2 separate regions of the Mus musculus genome follow, and region 2 is linked to region 1. The links are chromatin contacts, called in public promoter capture Hi-C maps. All regions are on one chromosome and are shown on one strand. Each heading gives the region's core, a stretch centred on a gene start, on an enhancer-like site or on the middle of the called end of the contact. The rest is flanking DNA. Distances are from core to core; before and after follow the strand shown.

Region 1 (3,863 bases), core at 459-2,958:
AGTATTGCCCTTTCCTAACAGACACACACACACACACACACACACACACACACACACACACACACACACACGGAGTGAGGGAGCACACTTCATCAATCATTAAAATGTCTGTCAGGAGTATTAATGGCAGATCCTACTGAGAACTGGATCTGATAAAGGGGATAAGGGATAATAAAGGACAGGAATGTGTGAGTTGAGTAACCCCAAGGTGCTGGTGCTTGTGGCAAAAGCCAGTGACTAAGTAGGGGGAAGGAAGCGGAGAGCTAGGGCTTTTTTTTTTCTTTTTCTTTTTTTCCTTCTCACTTCAGATTTTGCCAGGTTAGGCTTTTTAAATGGAAGCAGGAACCAATTTGTGACCTGTAACCGAAAATCCTGGGCCAGCAAACTACACTTAATCTCTCAAGCATCTGCCTTTATCTACACAACGTTTGGAACAATGACCAGAAGGGTCATCCTACCTTCCAGCCCTTGCTCTGGATCTCACAAATCCAGACTAGGGGACAGGATGTGGCTCAGCGGTAGAGCACTTGTCTATATGGGGACTCCCAGCGGTGCACAAACAAGTCCTGACAAGAGTCTGGCCTCCCTGTCAGTCTTCCAAGAAGCAGCCTTCCTCTTTATAACTAACACACAGCTTCATCTAGGAAACGACAACTCACTGACTTTCGGACTTCGAAAAAGGCTTTCAATTTAGTCAACCACAAACCAGGTGTTAAACATCTGTTTACTAAGGGAGATACGTTTGTACATATTATAGTTAAAAACCCACAACTCTAAACAAGAAAGCCACAAATTAAAACATAGGATATGCTGTTGCACTGTGGTTCACGGGGGCGTGTAATTCCCCCTACCACACTTTGGCTTGAGATCTACACAGTAGACCGCAACTGGTTTCAGAAGTGTTTTCCCCCAATCGGCAGCCATGCTTGCTTACCTTCTTCTGGGGCATGTTCGGAATCCTTTAGGCTTCTGATACAATGAGGAACTGCGAGGGTAAGTCTGGGCAGCTGGCTGAGTACGATCAGAAGTGGAAACATAGTCTAGCAACTGTCAAACAAACTAAAACAAAAGTGACAACGACATTAAAAGAAAAGAAAAGAAGCAGGCCAAGTCTCAGCCTGTTGGGTTTTAGTCGGAACTGAGTCAACAACGACCTGTTGCACCCCACGGGTCGCTCTTAATCTATGGGACCCAAGGCGCTCCGGGCAGGTGGCACCTCCGGAGCGCCTGGGAACAAAAGGTACTCCCGGGAAGCTGCGGAGGAGAGTTCGGACACTGGCCCAGGCAGACGCGACTCTCGCCCACGCTGACAGGCAGCTAGGTGCTGGAATGCCACTGTCGAGACATCGTCTCTGGATGACTCTCCCACTCCTCCCCGCCCCGCCTCGCCGCTGGTCGCCGCACCTGTGTCCCCGGGCGCATGTTCCAGCAGCCCCTGGGCGGGAACCGAGTTATCCGCTTGGCCCGAGAGGTGGCCTGGCCCTGAGTCGCGGACGCCTCTGGATCTCGGCGACAGTCGGAGCCTAGCTCTTCGCGGCTCCAAGGCGACACCAGGACGCAAAAGAGGCGCCCAGGATCCGCGCAGGGGCGCTCGGGGAACGTGCGCCGCACGGGGCCCAGCTTGTGTGCTGGAGCCACTCCCACCGCTACCGGACGAGGAGGTCACCTGGCAGCGCTCCACCTCCCGCTCTCGGTCCCCAGCCCTTCTCGACTGAGACCCGGACGCTCACACTTTGGCGGCCTATCAGAGCGCCCTCCCGAGGTTACCTTCGGTCAGCTGTTCTCGCAGGGTGGTCCAGGGATGAGAACATAGCATTCATCCGAGAAAATATACTTTGTTAGTGATTTGCATTGTCACATGACCAAAAATCAATTAATAGCAATTACAAAGTTCTCAGATGTATTTCACCAGGTCTGGGTTGTCTACAAAAATACTTTCAAATATGTCCCCGAGTCAAAATTGTTTCCACGACAACAATGCAAGGTTTCACCTCTTTTACTTTCATTCTTTCCCTCCTTGGGTTTACAGTGGAAATTTCCAGAAGCTGTTTGACATGTGATGATATCATCACTCTGCTAACTAATAAGCCTCCAGTGGATGAATACTTGTGATGCTTAATATCTTCCATACTACTAGGTTAGTGTCGGTATGTAAATTTAAACAAAATGTGACAAATTGTGTTTGTTCTCAGAATATTTCTGCTTTTATTAGATATCTTTGGCCGTAGCTACCCATATACCCAGACAGCTAAAAAGTTCATCCTTCTTGAACAAATAATCTTAGATCTTGAACTTTTCGTTGAGTTTTTTTCTTTTTTCTTTTTTTTTTTTTGAAACAGCAAGAGCATAAGCACCCTTAATTGTCATGAGATGAAGTTAAATTTTGAAAATTTCTCTATTTAAAAATGTTGTGTGAGAGATATAATTAAAAATAATTCAAGAGGCCCAGAGCTCGAGGTGTGAGAAGATAGGAGAACAGTGTCTCACCACACTCTTCATGTCCAAACAGCATGCGCTGTTACTCTTGGGAACGCTATTTAAATTTTGCTCTTTGGCCAGAGTAGCCTGGAACTTCATACAGTTGAAACAGAGCACAGTGAAATGGCATTCCCACTCCTTTCTAGTCTCCAGTTAATTCACTTTTCACCAAATTTGTTTTCTTCCCTGAAAGGCTATTATCTATTTTATTCTGATTAATGGATTCAAGTAAGAATTTCCATATGTTTTGCAGACGTTGTTTTTGTTTCCTTCCAAACACTATCCATGCCCCACGCCCTAGAGGCTTAAGCGGTCTGGAAAATGGAGTCTGCTCTTTCACCTTACTTAAGCAGTGGAGATCAGACTGTGGAGAAGCTAGAAATACCTTATGGTTGAGCACAGGAATCGGAAGTATCTCTCAGGAGACCCATTCTCCTGCTCCCTCATTTAGACAACCTGTGGCTGGAAGCCCTGGGAAGAGAGGGATAAACACCATTTTGCTTTTGGGAGAACTGAGTCTTTCTGAGATCTGTATCTAACAATGTAGACTGTCAAGTTCTACTAGGGCAAGGGCAGATTTCGTTACTTCCTTTCCAGTACGCAGAAAAAGCCTCTCCTGGTTATTATATTCAGTACATTTTGTTAGGTGGCAGCTATTTATTGTTAAGTAGAAATGCTTCTCACTTTTATTTAGTGTGTGTGTGTGTGTGTGTGTGTGTGTGTGTGTGTGTGTGTTCAAGATAGGGTTTCTCTGTTAGCCCTGGCTGTTCATTATGCAGACCAGGCTGGCCTCTAACTCAGAGATCTGCCTGCCTCTGCCTCCAAAGTGCTGGGGTTAAAGACATGCACCAATACCACCCAGCCACACTATTTTTAAAAATAGCATTTTATTAATTCTTTGAGAATTTCATACTATGTATTTTGATCATATTCACCTCTCCTTCCCAATTCCTCCCATACCTATCCTCACCTCCCTCCCTACCTAACTTTGAGCCCCTCTCCCCAATCTAATCCAGTTTTCATTGTCCAACACCTGAGAGTCGGGCTTTTTCCTGCCCTATGAGGAGTCACAGGAGTCTTTAAAGGAAGCTGACAAACGCTAATTGCTTCTTCCATAGTGCTGGGCTTCTGTCTGGCTTGAGCTGTGGAAAGAAAGTCTTGTGCTTGCTGTCAGCTTCACACTGTTTTAGGGAGAGGCACATAGTGAGAGAAGCTCCCTGCAGTGAAGTCAGCAGATGGGAATCTGATAGCATTCCTTGGTAGAATGAGCCTACTCACATCGCTGGAAATTTGGGCGGAAACAAAGGAGGCTTTGTGTTCACATCAAATATGAGCATTTATAGACTGGCGGTGAGGTGAGGGGAGTCAGAAAAGACAAGATTGTT
Region 2 (3,863 bases), core at 941-3,440, 2.0 Mb after region 1:
AGAGTTCTAAATACATGAGTTTGAAAATATGTTTTTCTCAGCTGTGCAAAAATGTAAGGATGCAATATGAATTGTATACGGAGCTTCACAGATGTAAAGGAACAGAGGCTGCTACCCTATGAGTCAGCTTGTAAGAAAGATACAGAGATGGGCAGATTCTAATGCAGCCAGATTCCTGAGTTCAAGGTCAGCCTGGGGCCGTGTGAATTCTGGCCCAGTTGTGATCCCAATGATAATTGCAGGGTGGGGTCCCACCCTGCTAGCTTATTGTCTGTGCCAGTGCTTGCTGTCTCTTCCTGAGAGTCAAGGGGCTGATGCTGATTTCTGGGATGGACAAGAGGGAACCTGGAATAAACTGCTAAATTGATATGTTAATAAAAAATCCGGCTTTAGTTCTACTTGAGCTGAGCTGTCTGGAGATCACTAGAGAGTGAACACAGCTCTTCAAGAATTTTTTTTTTTTTAAACAGGATTTCTGATTTTAGTCAGAAAGTCCGTGGAGAATGAACACAACTCTTTTAGAATTTTTTTTCTAACAAAATTTCTCAAATCCCAAGAATTACTTAGAGAGCTGACACAGCTCTTAGAATGTTTTCTAGCAGCTATTTAGGGAAGGCTATCTTAAGAGTGAACACAGGGCTTTTAATTTTTTTTTCTTTCTGATTTTTATTGAAAAACACAAGAATTACTTTTAGAATTTTTCAACAGGATTTTTGACTTGGTCAAAAGATCCAAGATTTTTTTTTTTTTTTAATAGCAGCTATTCTGACTTTGGTCAGAAAACCCATAAGCTATTCAGAGAGCTTTTGGGGGTTTTTACTAGCAAAGAGCGCTGCTTCAACCAGAGAGAGCTTTCTCTAACAGAAAGTTGGCTATCTCAACCAAAGAGGTTTTAGAATAGCCAGAAAAGGCTGTCCCGAGCAGAACAGAGAGAGAGAGAGAGAGAGAGAGAGAGAGAGGTCTGGAAAGCTGTCTCAGGCAGAGCAGAACAAAGAGAGAGTGCACGATATGGAATGCTGTCTTGAGCAGAACATAGACTGCCAGCTTGTAACCCACGATTTGACTTCCAATCATTTGTTTGCACTGATAAACCTTCTCTCAGGAACCTAGACCTAGCTGAGGCTGGACCTTGGCAGTTTGGGGCATATTTCACTTAACAAGATTCCTTCAATGGGTTCTGATGCAGTATGTCTCAGAATTTTCTTTCTTTTGAGGGCTGAATACTATTCTGTTTTACATATGTGTATTGTTAGGGTCCAGGAATCTCCTCACACACCCCACAAACACTGACCTCAGTCAGACAGAGATAGTTTATTGAGCCTATGCCCCAGGGCCAGGGCCAGATTTAGGAACTGAACCGTGATTCATAGTTAAAACCCTAAGGGTTTTGAAACCCAAAATCCACAAACATCTGTGCCAAGTTATTTCAACAATCAGGATTTAGGGATAGGGGATTTCCTTAAGAACGTGTCTTTTTGTACATCTATCTGGTTTCCATTGGTTGGGGTATTCAACTATGGCAAGGGACTTGCCTTGTCTAACAGTCATGTCTTAACTTCTTTACCACGATGTCAGTTACCTACGTCCATGTCTCTTTCTGTCGAGTACGATGTCAGTTCTCACGGGGGTCTTACGTTTACATTCAAAATGGAAGTCTTGTTCCAAATAGTCTCTTATATTGGTACAGGTGTCTCTCTTATGTTGGGGTCCCTCCCAGGGGCAGCTTACACCCTAAAAGCTTATACACAGGTGCAGGAAGTGTTGTTTGTGGTTGGTTCAGGTCCAAGCTTATTGTGAGTAACCATGCAAAACCGTCCTACTGACTTGTATTGTGATTGATTTCCAAGGGCATAAGACAGCAGATATTCAGGTTGGCATTAGAAGCTTTCCTAGTAACTATAGGACAGGCAACTGCTATAGAAAATGATATGAAAAAGTTTCCTTATAATGGCAAGCTAGCCAGGTAACTGTTACCTAGGCCTTAACATTCCATTTAGGCCTTACTATTTTACCCAGGTCCTAACATACACTGCATTCGTTTACCTACTCCATTGTATTCATATACCACATTTTGTTTACTCATTCACCTGCTGATGGGTTCAGGGTGTTACCATATAATATGGATTCTGCGTACTGCTGCTATGAGCACCTGCACACAAGGCCCTGGTTTTAGTTCTTGCGGTACTATATGTTATTTCTACCTTTAACTTACGAAGTGACACTATCATTTTCTATAATGGTTGCCTGTCCTACAGTCCCACAAGCATGCTCTCAGGTTGTTTTCAGCAGAAATCATTGCCACCTCACACTGCTCCCAAGAACACAACTCTGGTGACAAGAATCAAGAGTCCCAGAGTTGATCTTTTTCCATTGAGGGATAAGGAGAGGACCAAGCCTTACACTGTAGTCAGGGGATGCAGAAATGCACAAGAAGAGAATAGTCTGACTGGACAGAGAAAGGCAGCATTCAAAGAAGGTACAACAGCACCTGAACTTAAACATGACACCCTCCAAGAGGAGCGTAAATCCGCCATCTGCCCAGCACTGCTTCAGGGTGCACCTGGTCAGATGTGTGCCGTTGTAAGAGTTGTGTTCATGGGATCTACAGACTGCAACAGATGCCAGACAGACTCTCAGACAAAGCCTCCTTGTTGCTGTTTGTCTCCAGATAGTTCAATCCAGGTCTTTTGTTTTGTTTTGTTTTGTTTTTTGTTTCTGGGAAAATAAATAAATGTTTGGATTTCTAACAATACTTCCCACCTCTGAGCAAAACTAATTTATGATACTTCATATACAGTGTGCAGAAATTCCAAAAAGAAAGTATATCCCTGTCACCCAACCCTGACTTATACATGGAGGGTCTGGGGGAGCAGAAGGAGAGCCAGCAGGTGTGGTGGTTTGAATATGGTTTGAAAGGGCTAGGGGTGTGGCCTTGTTGGAGGAAGTGTGTTTTGGGGAGTTTCAAAAATGCAAGCCAGGCCCAGGGTCTCTCGCTTCATGCTTCGCGCTTTCTCTGGATTCTAATGTAGAACTCTCAGCTACATCTTCAGTGCCGTGTCTGCCTGCATGCTGCCATGTGTCCCAACCTGCCAATAATGGACTAAACCTCTGAAAGTGTATGCAAGTCCCAGTTAAATGCTTTCTTTTATAAGAGCTGTTGTGGTCATGGTATGTAGTCACAGCAATAGAACACCGAGTAAGATGGGAAGACATGCTTTCTGATTTCTGGTTAACTTGGTTAACTTGAGCTAGCCTTAGAATGCTTCAGTGTGAAACACTGTAGATTTGAAAACGACTGAGTACTTTATGATCTTCCTGTCAAAGCCCCTTCGAATACTGGGACCTAGCAATCCTATAATGGCTCCTTCTTTAGGAAGACCAGAACATTCTCAGTTGCTAGAAAACCTCAGGAGATCCCATGTTCCAGAATTTCCCTCTTTGGGCTTTATTCTCTATGCAAGATGTTTGTGGGTTTTCTTATTGTAAAATTAGGGTTGTCATAGAGACATCTGTTTCAAACCAAATATATTATGGTCCCAGAAAACTGGGTTTATTTATGAACATGTTAGCACTACTCAATAGAGGAGCACAGCTCAGGTGGGGAGGCATCTATGGTAGATGGCTTCTGGGTAAACTTAAACCTCTGAGGATTAATGCAAAATTATTTTATCTTCCTAGATGTTTAAAATTATCCCGAAGAATTTCAAACCTGGGTTTTCCACTGTCTCCCGGTGACCAGAGTCAGCCATGTTTTGTTTACCCTGTTGGCCTAGCTTTCAGGCATGTGATTCCAAGTACAAGTCTCAGGCTTGACTCGAGTGCTTGTTACCATTTTCTGGACCCTTTTGTGAATCCTGACTTTT

The links. Promoter capture Hi-C pulls out the DNA fragments that hold promoters and counts their contacts.
Region 2: a promoter capture Hi-C map of hippocampal neurons shows a contact between it and region 1, with 3 times the contacts expected there. The contact joins the promoter of C130023O10Rik here to the promoter of Prrg4 in region 1.

Annotation. Positions count from the first base shown.
Region 1 is chr2:104,848,142-104,852,004 of GRCm38.p6, forward strand. Prrg4 (proline rich Gla (G-carboxyglutamic acid) 4 (transmembrane)) reads right to left here and starts at 1,709. Exons shown (of 6, transcript NM_178695.5): 1 at 1,405-1,709; 2 at 935-1,059. The coding sequence starts at 1,037.
Region 2 is chr2:106,815,868-106,819,730 of GRCm38.p6, forward strand. C130023O10Rik (RIKEN cDNA C130023O10 gene) reads left to right here and starts at 2,191. Exons shown (of 1, transcript NR_169080.1): 1 at 2,191-3,666. The region is part of intron 4 of Mpped2 (metallophosphoesterase domain containing 2); the gene reads left to right.